2 separate regions of the Sus scrofa genome follow, and region 1 is linked to region 2. Evidence: chromatin contacts called from public promoter capture Hi-C data. All regions are on one chromosome and are shown on one strand. Each heading gives the region's core, a stretch centred on a gene start, on an enhancer-like site or on the middle of the called end of the contact. The rest is flanking DNA. Distances are from core to core; before and after follow the strand shown. Region 1 holds the start of SNCG (synuclein, gamma (breast cancer-specific protein 1)). Region 2 holds the start of WAPL (wings apart-like protein homolog).

Evidence for each region. Promoter capture Hi-C pulls out the DNA fragments that hold promoters and counts their contacts.
Region 1: a contact with region 2 is called in a promoter capture Hi-C map of fetal liver, with 2.6 times the contacts expected there. The contact joins the promoter of SNCG here to the promoter of WAPL in region 2. A contact is called at or near these places in 1 of 5 promoter capture datasets (fetal liver) and 1 of 47 Hi-C or Micro-C datasets (fetal liver).

Annotation. Positions count from the first base shown.
Region 1 is chr14:87,915,589-87,921,230 of Sscrofa11.1, forward strand. SNCG (synuclein, gamma (breast cancer-specific protein 1)) reads left to right here and starts at 1,763. Exons shown (of 5, transcript NM_001103211.1): 1 at 1,763-1,928; 2 at 2,714-2,755; 3 at 3,252-3,379. The coding sequence starts at 1,808. It overlaps MMRN2 (multimerin-2), which reads right to left and starts at 739. Exons shown (of 9, transcript XM_005671182.3): 1 at 558-739. The coding sequence starts at 706.
Region 2 is chr14:87,586,437-87,592,574 of Sscrofa11.1, forward strand. WAPL (wings apart-like protein homolog) reads right to left here and starts at 2,242. Exons shown (of 19, transcript XM_013990453.2): 1 at 1,680-2,242.

The DNA.
Region 1 (5,642 bases), core at 513-3,012, 330 kb after region 2:
GTACTGGAAATAGAGCAGGGCCCTCTATCTGCTCACTGCTCGGCTGTTAGGGCCGGGCTGAGGACCCATGCTGGTCCCCCTGGCACTCAGATCCAAAGCAGTCCCAGGAACATCTGTCTGCTATGGCTTAGGTCGAGCCAGCCTCATCTGGGCTCAGCTTTCAGAACTGACTTACTTCAAAAGAACAGGAGCCACTCCCAGACCATCTGGAAACTTCTGGAACCCCAGTCCCTCAGCACCCCATGCTAGTGGCTGATGGCAAAGAACACTGCCACCCTGCCCATCCTCCAGGCCCATTACCTGCCAAGGGTCAGGTAGGGAACTTCCTGTGGTCCTTAGGCGGGGCCCTGGGGTACCCAGTCCTGGCTGGCTCAGGGGGGAGGCCTCTTAAAGAGGAGCCTGACCTAGCACCTCATGCCATCGCACAGCTAGCTCAGCAGATAGAGAGTATGAGCCCATTTCACATTTGATGGCTGAGGTCCAGAGAGTCCCAGCTTTGGCCAAGCTGAGACTCAGATCCTGTACCACTTCCTCCCCCAGGTCCAGGCCTTTCTTACCGTCTGGCAGGGTCCCTGCTGATGTCCTCAGCCTCTGCCTTCCAGACCCCAGGTGGCCTGGAACTGTAGGGATCAGAGAACTTGATACCAGGGATCTGGGCCCAGGCCCCCAGGGGCCCCCCAAGGCTGAGCAGCACTATCAGAATCATCTTGCCTTGGGGCAGGTTCAGCCTCTTCGGGTGACTCCAGAAACTGCCAGTGCTGTGATGTTGTCTTCAAGTTAAGTCTCAGAAGGAAAAAAAAGCACAGGGACAACAAAGAGAGGAAGTGGCCTGGGCCGGCCCACCCGGTGAGTCTCGTCCGGCCCCCCTCACCCCCCGCCCGGCCCCCACAGAGGCAGCCCACAACACACACCAGTTCCTGTGGCCCAAGAGGACTCAGGTCAGGGACCCTGGGGATGTGGGAGACACGGGGGGGAGGTGGCCCCACCGAGCATGTCCCCATGGGAGCCAGGAGAAGCGCACCAGCATTGAGGTGGGGGTGCAGGAAGCGGTCGGATCCGTCCCAGGGAACCTGCTGCCCATTCATGCTGGTGGCCAGGAAGTGGGGGGCCCTTCATGCCTACTCAGCATCTCTCACCCCTGGGCTGTGGGAGTTAGCAGGTGGGTGGAGGCTCAGAGGGAGAAAGGACCCATCCTAGGGTCACACAGTCTGCAGCCAGGGTCAGGACCTGGAGAAGCCCTTTGGTGCCGCAGACCCTCCACCTGGACTTGCTGGAGCCAGGGATGGGGACATCCACGGTGCTGGTGAGTAGCTGAGCAGCTCAGGCAGGTCCAGGAGGTCTGGCCTGACAAGCCTGCCTGGCCTTGACCCCTGGCCTACCTGGGATGCTAGTAGCAAAGGCACCTCCCCTCTCTGTGCCTGCTGCCCCTCTGACCCCTCTCTGCCCACAGACACAACAGCCCCAGGACCAGGAGCACCCGGCCAGGGTCACCCCTGTGGGTGCACAGGGCAGCACATGAGTGAGGGGCTGTGCCCTCCGGGGCAGGCAGGGGACAGGAGGGAAGGATGGAGCCCAGCAGGGCCCAGGGGACCCCGGGAGAAGGTGCAGGCAAGCCTACTCCCTCCCTCCCTCCTTCCCCGCCTCCACCCCTGGGCTGGCCGGGTTCCCATCAGCCGCTGCTGCATCATCAATATTTCATTGGCGTCAATAAGAGGCAGCAGCAGCGGGGACAGCTGCTGCAGCAGCACTCAAGCCAGCTCCAGTCACAGTTCGCCTGGGGAGTCCAGCTCGGTCCCTGCCCACCACCATGGATGTCTTCAAGAAGGGCTTCTCCATCGCCAAGGAGGGTGTGGTGGGCGCCGTGGAGAAGACCAAGCAGGGGGTGACGGAGGCAGCTGAGAAGACCAAGGAGGGTGTCATGTATGTGGGTGAGTTTGGGCGTGGCAGGGTCTGGCAGGGCGGGGCAGCCTGGTGGCTGCCCAGTTACAGGGGCCTGACTATGTCCTGGCCCCAGGGAGGCATTTGGGGAGGGATGGGCACCTGGCTGTTGAGTCAGGGTCTCCTCCCCTGGAGGACCCCCACTCTCCTGCACATCCCATTGTCTGTGTGGGTCTCCTCGGGGCCCCAGGGGTCTCTGGGGCAGGACAGTAAGGGAAGCACTTAGCCCTGAGACCCAGGTGTTTGTGCAGACACAAATGCACACACCAACGCACCCCAGTGCCCCCGCCCCAGCGTCACTCACAGGCCCCTAGACTCAGATAAGAAGCCACACTGAGTCCAGAGCTTGCAGGCAGAACAAGCAGGTGCTCAGCAGCCAGGCCACAGGTCTGGGGAGATGAGACTGACCCTTCGTCTTGTCCAGACCCCCTTAGCATCCTCTGAAGAGGAGACTGAGATGATGACTCAGCTCCTGTTGGCCCTGTTGTGTGCTGCTTCCAAGGCCCAGGCCACACCCACTCGGGGTCCAGACCCTACCTCAGGCCTGGTCTCTCTTGTCCCCCTCATCCTGTCCTGTCCACTTCCCTTCTATCGCCTTCTTCCAGACACAGCAGGAAGTGGCCTTTGAAGGGCTGACTGGCCCCCAGACACCATCCTTACCCCCCCCATCGACCCTGCAGCTTGTCCAGCTGTTCTGTGGTGTGTTTGCCCTGACCACTCCTCTCCCAACACCAGGAGGAGGGGGCCTGGGCTGACGCCTCCATTTCCTCCACAGGAGCCAAGACCAAGGAAGGTGTTGTGCAGAGTGTGACCTCAGGTGAGAAGCCCCAGGACCAGGGGACATAGAGGCTGGGACATCTAAGGACTTCTGCTCTAAAGGCCCTCCTTACCCTCCCCCAGCTGTACATAGACCCAGCTTCTCCAGCACCCAGGGTGGGCCACCCGCATCATCACCAGAGCTCCCCTGGACTCACAAAGAGGGCAGCCTAGGGTCTCTGGTAGAGCCAGAGTTGGTTTTTTTCTTTTTTTTTTTTTTTTCTGGCTCGTCCTTGGCACATGGAGTTCCTGGGCCAGAGATCAGATCCAAGCTGCACTTGTGACCCATGTCACAGCTGTGGCAACACTGGATCCTTTAACCCACTATGCCAGGCTGGGGATCTAACCTATGTCCTGGTGATGCAGAGAAGCCGCCACAGCGGGAACTCAAGTCTGGGTTTCAAATGCCCGGGGAAGGGGCTGCTCAGGCCCGACTTGGGCAGGCCAGGCCCAGGTGGGTTGGGTTGGGGCAGAACTATCCAGATTTCCTCCCACAGTGGCTGAGAAGACCAAGGAGCAAGCCAGTGCTGTGAGCGAGGCTGTGGTCTCCAGCGTCAACACTGTGGCCACCAAGACTGTGGAGGAGGCAGAGAACATCGCGGTCACCTCCGGAGTGGTGCGCAAGGTGAGCCTGGTCCCCAGCCCTGGCCCTGAGACAGTCCCATCCTTTCCTCTGGGCAGGAGGAGGCCAACTGGGGAGGAGGCATTGATACGGCCACTGATGTACAGGTAAACAGACTTAGAGGCCCTGCGCCGTGCTTGGTGTCGTCCCGTCGATTAGCTGCTGGAATCTTTACAACTCCCCGCCCGGAGGGTGGGGAGTGGAGGCGGGGCAGTGTAGGGCCCAATTGGAAAAACAAGGCTCAAAACCACGCCTTTGTGATGGTGCTCTGCGTTTCACATTTTACTACTGAAAGCAGGGGCCTGGGGACCCTACGTGGTGACAAGCAGCCTCCCACTGGCAGTGGACACCTGGCCAGAGTTGCCGAGTCACGGCCCACCCAGGGTCCCGAGGTCTCCCTCCCTCCAGAGCCTGGCTAGGTGTCGGTCCGGAGGAGGAGGAGGAAGAGGAGCGGAGAAGCAGCGCCCCCTGGTGACTGAAAAACACTGAGGGTTCTGACCACGCCTACCACCTCCGCCTTTCAGAGCGAGCGTGCACGTGTGTGCGTGTGAGTGCGCGCGCGTATGCGCGTGCGCTGGGCAGCATAGAGCACAGGGGCAGGGGGCACTCCCACGGGACAGAGACAGGCTGGGAGAACTGTTGCAGCACCCACCACAAAGAAACTCTCCTTGGAGCATTTTACACCTACTAACTCATTTAATGGGCACAACATCCCATGAGACAGAGTGTGGAAATGAGGCCCAGAGAGATACGGCAATGTGCGCAAAGTCCCATGGCTAGTCTAAGTGAGCGTGAAATTTTCGGGGCAGCCTGGCTCCCTAGCCCGCGCTCTTAAAGGGAGATTGAGTGGGAGATGGGGAGATGGTGGTGGGAGCGAGTTCATATTGAGGGCAGGGGTGTTCCTAAACCAGAGACGTGCTGTCTCCAGCTTTGTGTGAGGCTGTCCTTTAGGAAGCTCCCCTACTGGCACAGGCCCCTGGCCGGTAGAGTCCTAGGCACCCAGCAGGAAGAAGTGGGTGGGTGGAAGGGCAGGGGATCGCCCTGCCCCTGGCTTTGGGGGCAGCGCCCAGGCCTCTGCTTCCACGGCAAGGACGGGGTCTACAGGTCCCAGGAGCAGGTGGGTGCTCCCTGTCCTAGTTCCCAGCTCTGCCTCTTGCTAGCTGTATGACCTTGGGAAGCTCCTCAGCCTCTAGGGCCCTCCATTCTCAGCTATAAAACTGGAGGGGAGGGGAGTGGAGCTGAGCGTATCCATCTCCCGGGGCTGTGTGCTGACTCAGGGAAGTGAGGCGGCTAGGCCTCACTGCTGGTGGGCACCCAGCAAAGCGGGGTGACTATATCCCCATCAGTGCCCCTGGCAGGACCCAGATGTGCCTTAGGAGATGCCAAGCCCCTCCTTCCCTCACCCCCCAGCCAAGGATGCCCTGGGACGGGGCCAGGCTGCACCTGGGCGGGTCTCTGAGCAGTGGCCTGGGCACTCTTCTCTGACTTTGGGGAAGGGCTGGTAAGCCCTTGGAGCTACCCTAAGGGAGCCATTTCCTGGTGACACCCCAAAACCAGCCATGACTCACCCTGTAGTGAACTGTAGAAGGATATAGCACTGCCAGTCTGTCTGACCACTCATGCCACTGGCTTCATGCACCACCCTTATGCCACAGGACTAGGCAGAGTCTGTCCTTTGCCTGGAGAGTCTGCCCCAACTCTGGCTGTCTCTGAGTCTACCAAGGGGCAGGATGGCCCTGTGGTAACACAGAGGTGGTATGACCTTCCAGAGGTAGCGGCTGAAACCAGGGTCCAAGATGATCACCCAGTCTGGCTCTGCCTTGCAGCTGTCACACAACCACCTTCAGGCAGGGTAGAAGCAGATAGAAGGACGCAGGAAGTGGGAGAGGACTGTGTAACCCCTGCTGGTCCCAAGCAGACCAGCCTGAGCCCAGCGTGCATGCAAGAGGCAAGGGGGAGGAAAGAGGGAGTCACTCAGGCTACTGAGGATAGGGGTGTGCCTGGAGCAAGCCAGACCTGATCTCTGAAAGCCCCTTTGCTTTGAGCTCTGAGGCCCTGAATTGGCTACATGACTCCTGGCCTCAGAGTCCCTGTGTGAGCAGTGGTAACATGCTCCTCCTCCAAGGGCTGTTGGGTGTCTCCCTAGGGACAAGGGTATATGATCATGTGATTCAGAAACATTGAGAGTAGATAGGCCTAGGGCTTCAGGGGCCACTGCCCTCCGCACCCCACCTCAGGAGGAGGCTCAACCAGGAACTGGCCAGGA
Region 2 (6,138 bases), core at 992-3,491:
TGACCTATATTTTTGAATGTTTTTTATCCATACTTTACATGGTTCCCCTTCTTAAATTCTGGCAATTTATAGGGAATCACTATAAACTTAGTTTATATTCCCCTCTCATATTTCAGTGAGAAGCTAATTCTAATAGGATAAAATAACAATTTAGTCATCACTCACATCTTCTTTAAAAGAAAATGGTTTGTAATTTGTTCGAAGACCTTTCAATATGTCACAAAACTTTTTCCTGAGGGAGATCTATTTCCCTTCCTACTGTACATTTAAACTAAAGATTTTTGTCTTTCTTGTTAAGTACATCCTAAAAAACTAAGAATATTTGGCAGCTACCAGAAGACAAAATAAATCATTTCTTTTCATTCCTCCATGAAGGTAAAGCCCTGATCTACAGACCTATATTTACATATACACCAACAAAGTTGAAATGTTTTGGATACACTAACATGGTAATCACCTAAAAATGCTGACTAAAGGCCAAACCAAAAATCTAGACTTGGGCTATTTTAGGCCCACACCAGAAAAACTCATGGTAAAAATGGTCCTAGAACCACAAAGCATTCACTGTTGCAAGTTGAAAGTCTGCAACGAATATTTGATTAAGAAATTAATTATTTTAAGCAGTAAGAAAATCATGCTTACGTTTTTTTAAAATAACCCATGTCTTTGACAAGTATATACTGAAATACTGATGCAATAATGTCAGTGATTCTCTAACTTTAAGAGGTGTGGAATGGAAAGTGCACAGATGAGTTGAGAGTTAATAACTTGATTCTGAAAGATGACTATATGGGAGTTCACTACCTAACACTCCCTACTTTTGACTGTCTTTCCAATTTTCTATCTTTCTTTTAAAAGTCACTAGACAAACTATTGTGATTGCATTATCTAAGCCTAGTGTATAAAGTACGTACAAATTCAAAATAAGTAGGTAGACATAGGTGACATTACATTTTAAGTATATTTCAAGAACACAGGCTATCTTGCTGAAGCTTCAAACTCCAAAGACTACCCTAACCAAAAAGGAAAAAATGATTCACAATTAGGTCTTCGCAGTCTTTGGGCCTTTACCTCACTCAGCCCAAAGCCAGGTCGAATTTTCAGGGAAGTGCGCTGCGAATAAAAAGTCCTCACACTTAACCCCCATTGAAATCCAGCGTCTTTCAGATCTCCAAGGATTTAGAGGCTTCCAAGAAGGAATGAAAGAAGGAAAAGCCAAACCTCACGAACCAGAAACCCTCACCTGGGGGCGGCGGAGCAATAGAAGGTGGCGGGGAGAGGCGCCCCCCCGCTCCCGCCGGAGGCTCACGCAACTTTTCTCCTCCCCACCCCCACCTCCCAGGAAAGGGACGTTGCTTCTGACGCCCCGGAAGCCTCTGCCACCGAATCCCCAGGGCAGCTGAAGGCCTCAGTGGCGGCCAGGGGCGGAGGAAGAGACGGCAAAAGATTCAGGCCCGTAACCAACACACTTGACCGCGCCTGGGGAGGGAAGTAAATCAGCCATCGCCCAAAAAGAACTCAGAATAAAGGAAAAAAGAGTTCTTCAGATCGTTCCGCTGCCCAACTTCCTCAGAGGCCGGGTGGGTGACAGAGAGACTTCCATCACCCCCTCCAACACCCCTGCCTCCCCCACCCTCGACAAGCTCTGGGCCTAGGCAGCCGCCCGAGACCTTACTTACCCTCGGCGCCTGGCGGGTGCTTTAGCCTCGGGCCGCCTCCGCCTCTCCGGCTCCCAACGGCCCACGGGCGGGCGGCGGAGCCCCGCGCGGGAGAACGGGGCTGGCTGGTGCGTGAAGAGAAGCAAGGAGCTCCGCCACCGTCAGAACCCGCGACTCCGCTCTCGGTAAATAGGAAACCGGTGGAGGGGGGGAGGAGCGGCGGCACCGCAACTTCCCTCCCCGCCTCGAGCGCCGCCGGCCGGGCCCGGACTAGGCCTCCCTGGCCACCGCCGGAGCTGGTACCAGAGCCCGCTACGTGCCCCCGATGGGCCGCCGCCGCCTCCTGCGCCGCCGCTTCCGTCGGTGAATGGTCAGCGCTGGAGTTTGAACAGGGCCCTGAACCATCTCAACGCCATTTGCGCTCCCGGCCCCCACCTCCTTCCTCCAACAGCCGCTCGCTCCGTCACTCCGCTTCCCACAGGCCCCGCGCGGCCGCCCGACCCCGCAGCCAATTGCGCGGCGGCTTACTCAAACCGCCGCGCAGGCGCCGCGCCCCGCATGCTCCGGCGCCCGCCATTGGCCCGGCCGCGGGGCCCGACGGGAGTTGTAGTCCAGGTCCGCGAGGTCGCGGGGCTGAGAGCCCGGCGCAAGAGCGGGCTGCCGAAGGAGCGGCTGTGGCGGACCTCGGCTGCCCCGGCTCGGTAGCCAGTTTGAGCTCCCATCCCCGCTGGGAGACGCAGATGCCGCGGGGGAGGGCCGACTGCGCAGTGCAGGCAGCTGTGTCAATCGTTTCCCCTCCAGGGACTCGCCGGTGTCTGGGGACGGTGGGTTGTGCAGCTGCGCCGGGCCTACTGGGGCCGCCGCCTGGGAGCCAGGAGGCGGGAGCTCGCGGTTCCCAGCGGTCTTTGACCGGTCTGGCCGGTGCTGGCCCGGCGCAGGTAATGACGGCGGGAACCGGGAGGCCTGAGGCGCTGGGCGCCCAATGGCGCGGCCGGGAGCGATGTCGGCACGGCTCTTAAATGCGTCCTCTATGTCCCCTTCGCCTTTCGTAGTTCTTTCTCCCTTGATCCGTCCGGAACCCGTTAAAAGGGACTCCTTGTAGGGCGTGATGACGGTAGTGTGGTTAGGTTAAGGAGAGGGGAAAAAACGGAATACTAAAGTTTTGACATAAAATGATCTGGTGTCTGGGATTTATTTTAAAATAACTCCTACAAAAACTGAGGAAGAGAGAATAAAACAAGCCCGGTGGGGTGTTTTTCATTGCCAATGCTGTGTTATACACGACTCACTCCGGTGTCTCTACAGAGCTGTATGTCTGAAATTTTCCAAAATAAAAAAAATTAATGAACGAGTGATTATCTCTGGGAAGGACAGCAAGGTTAGAGATGATGAGAGAGAAGAGTATTTATTTTTCGCTATACACCATTTTGTGCTGTTCGAACTGGAGGTTTTTTGTGTTTCACTGTATTACCTATTCGGAAAATTGGTAAATTTTAGGTTTGGTTCTCTCTCCTTCCTCTCTCTCTCTCTCTCTCTCTCTCTCTCTCTCTCTCTCTCTCTCTCTCTCTCTCTCGGGCTGCGGTGGGAAAACAACAGTCGAATGAGTAGCGTAATAGGTTCCTCCTAGGAGGGGTGCACGATTCTTGGGGCTGTGATGGCCCTGCTGTTCGGTGGGCCACGAGTAGAGATCCACTTGGGAAATTAGAGAACTGCTAATTGCTTTCTGCGAAAAGACCCGCCCAACTTCCACAAAAGGATAATATGCTTTGCATGCACGCAGAAGTTACCAGAGTCTTCCAATGTTTTCTGGAAACTCCAAAAAAAGAAAAAAAAATAGTTTGGACATTCTGTAGCCCTTCGCAGCAGAAACTTAAGGTGGATTTTAGCATGTTTGCAAGTACAGCGGCTTGCAAAATCTGTATGCTGACATTTACAATTTCCCAAATATATCAATAGCTGATTGTTTCAAAAGCACCTCTTCAGTAGCTTATTTCAGTGGAAGTTTTAACAGGTCTGTGTATTCCATGGCATATTTTTATTTGGGTCAGTTTTGTCTTTTTTAAAAATTGGCATAGGATCTTGTTTTATCGGTTTGTTTGAAGACTGCCGGCAGAGGTGCAAGCTGCACTTACTATAATTATTTAGATGACATGGTGGCGGGTGCTAATTAAGGGGTAATTATCATCAGAGGCAGAGGCTAAGATCAAAAAGCTGAAAGTGGTGGGGAGACAATTGCAGGATCTTTCCGTAAAAGAGTGCTGTGAACCTTCCAGGACCAAATGATGCCCTCACACAGCTCGTTATGCCCTAGCCTGGCTGGTGCTGGGCACTTAGTTGGGTCAGTGACTCTGCATAAAGCTAAAGTGGAAAAGTTGAATTTTTAAAGAAATAGCTAGTCCCTGGAACTCCTTTTGGGGGCTTTTTGTATTACTTGTTGTGTTAAGTAATGGCACTTAATGTAAAATCTCAGTACTCAAAAGAGTGACCACCCAGCCAGCAGCATAGTCAGAACCTGGAAGCTTGTTGAGAAATGCAAGAATCCGTGACCACAACTCAAATCCCATAAAACAGAATTTGCACTTTTTTTTTTCTTCTTTTTATGGCCGCACATGGAAGTCCCCAGACTAATGGTCTCATCGGAGCTGTGGCTTGGTCCTATACCACAGCCACAGCAATACCAAATCCAAGCCACATCTGCGACCTACTCCTTGGCTTGTGGCAACGCTAGATCCTTAACCAACTGAGGGAGGCCAGGAATCAAACCCACATCCTCAACTTAGGGTCATTAACCCACTGAGCCACAATGGGAACTCCAGAATCTGCACTTTTAACAGGATTTCCCCCAGGTGATTGGTCCACACATTAAAGTACTATTTTATATTTATTTATTTGTTTGTTTTGGGGGGGTTGTTTTGTTCTGCTTTTTAGGGCTGCATGTGCAGCATATGGAAATTCCCAGGCTAGGGGTTGAATCAGAGCTACAGCTGCCAGCCTATGCCACAGCCACAGCAAGGCAGGATCCTTAATCCACTGGCGAGGCCAGGGATCAAAACTGTATCCTCATGAATGCTAGTCAGATTCATTTCCACTGAGCCATGACGGGAACTACCTTTATAGACTTTTTTTTTTGGCCGCCCCCACAGCATGAACTAAAACACTTTCTTGAATCTGGTACATGATTGAAAAATAAAAATTTTATGTGTGTGTGTTTGGGCTGTGGAAGCTTAGTATATGAATACAGGAGAGAACTGTGCTAGGGCTCTCCACCCTCATGTGTCCTACACTAAGGACAGGTGAAAAGCCTGCCCAATCCAGGGCCCCTCCTGGAGGAAGTTCATGTTCTGGACATGCAGGCTGTACCACCACCTTTACTCTGTACCTCCCTGGTTCCACTAAGGCATACAGATGCTCTGAAGGCATCCCATCCTATCCCATTACCTTGCCATGGCCCTGAGTTCCTACACCACAGTGAACAAACTAGATTTCAGTGTGGATAACATCAGCAAGCTGTTTTATTTTTACTTTATTGGTTTTGTTTTGTTAGTTCCTTCAGCTTATATTCCACCACCTGCCCATTCTCCATCCCCACCCCGTCAGATTGGTTCACTTCATTTGAATCTGTTCACACACCCACCAGGTAGCCTATAGGTGCTTTTTTCTCTGATAGACTGTGTATATGCAAGCTCTCAGATGTCTGATTTTTTTTTTCTACTAAGTCTCATATTTATGCCAGAAACTCAAATCAGTCTGAGGCAAGCAAGTACCCTTTGATGCTGCAGGCTCCCCTCTTGTATACTACCTAGAAGAGGACAAAATCCCCACTACCTAGAGTTCCAGCTAAAAAAAGAAAATCCCGCAAAGAAACCTAAAAAGAACCTATTCTGCCACTGTGCCTTTGTTTTAGCCTGGGAATGGGAACTGTGAAAACTAGAGTTACTACAGGGAGCCACAGACTTACTTGGCTGTTGTTGAGTGGCAGGCTCTCCAGGGGACTAGGAAGGCTACAGCTGAGAAGGTGCAAGCCAGGTGGGGTAGGAAGGGTCTGCTGTGTCTCCCCAATCCAGCCAGGGACCCACTTCTCTGTGCATGGCCTGCTGTTGCATGGGACACAGCCTCACACATCTCACTCCACTAGCTATGGCCTTGACCCTGCCAGGAGCCCACTTCACCCTCAATGTCCCAGAATCTAAAATGGGTCCAAGAATTTTCTCTCCTTTGCTTGCCTCTCAATCAAACATGATGATGCCTCCAAACTGCTGAAATAAACAAAACCTTGAAAACCAAAAAAATTATAGTTGCAAAATAGAGCTGTGCAATCTTTTTCTGATAACATGCATGAAGTGTATTACAATTTACAGAATTCAGTTCAGAGAACTAGAGGTCAGAAATAACCACATTGGCTAGAGGAAGTTTTTTCCTCTTCATAGAATGTGAACTAAAATTACAAGTTGTACACTTAACGTTGTAGCGGTTATGTTAC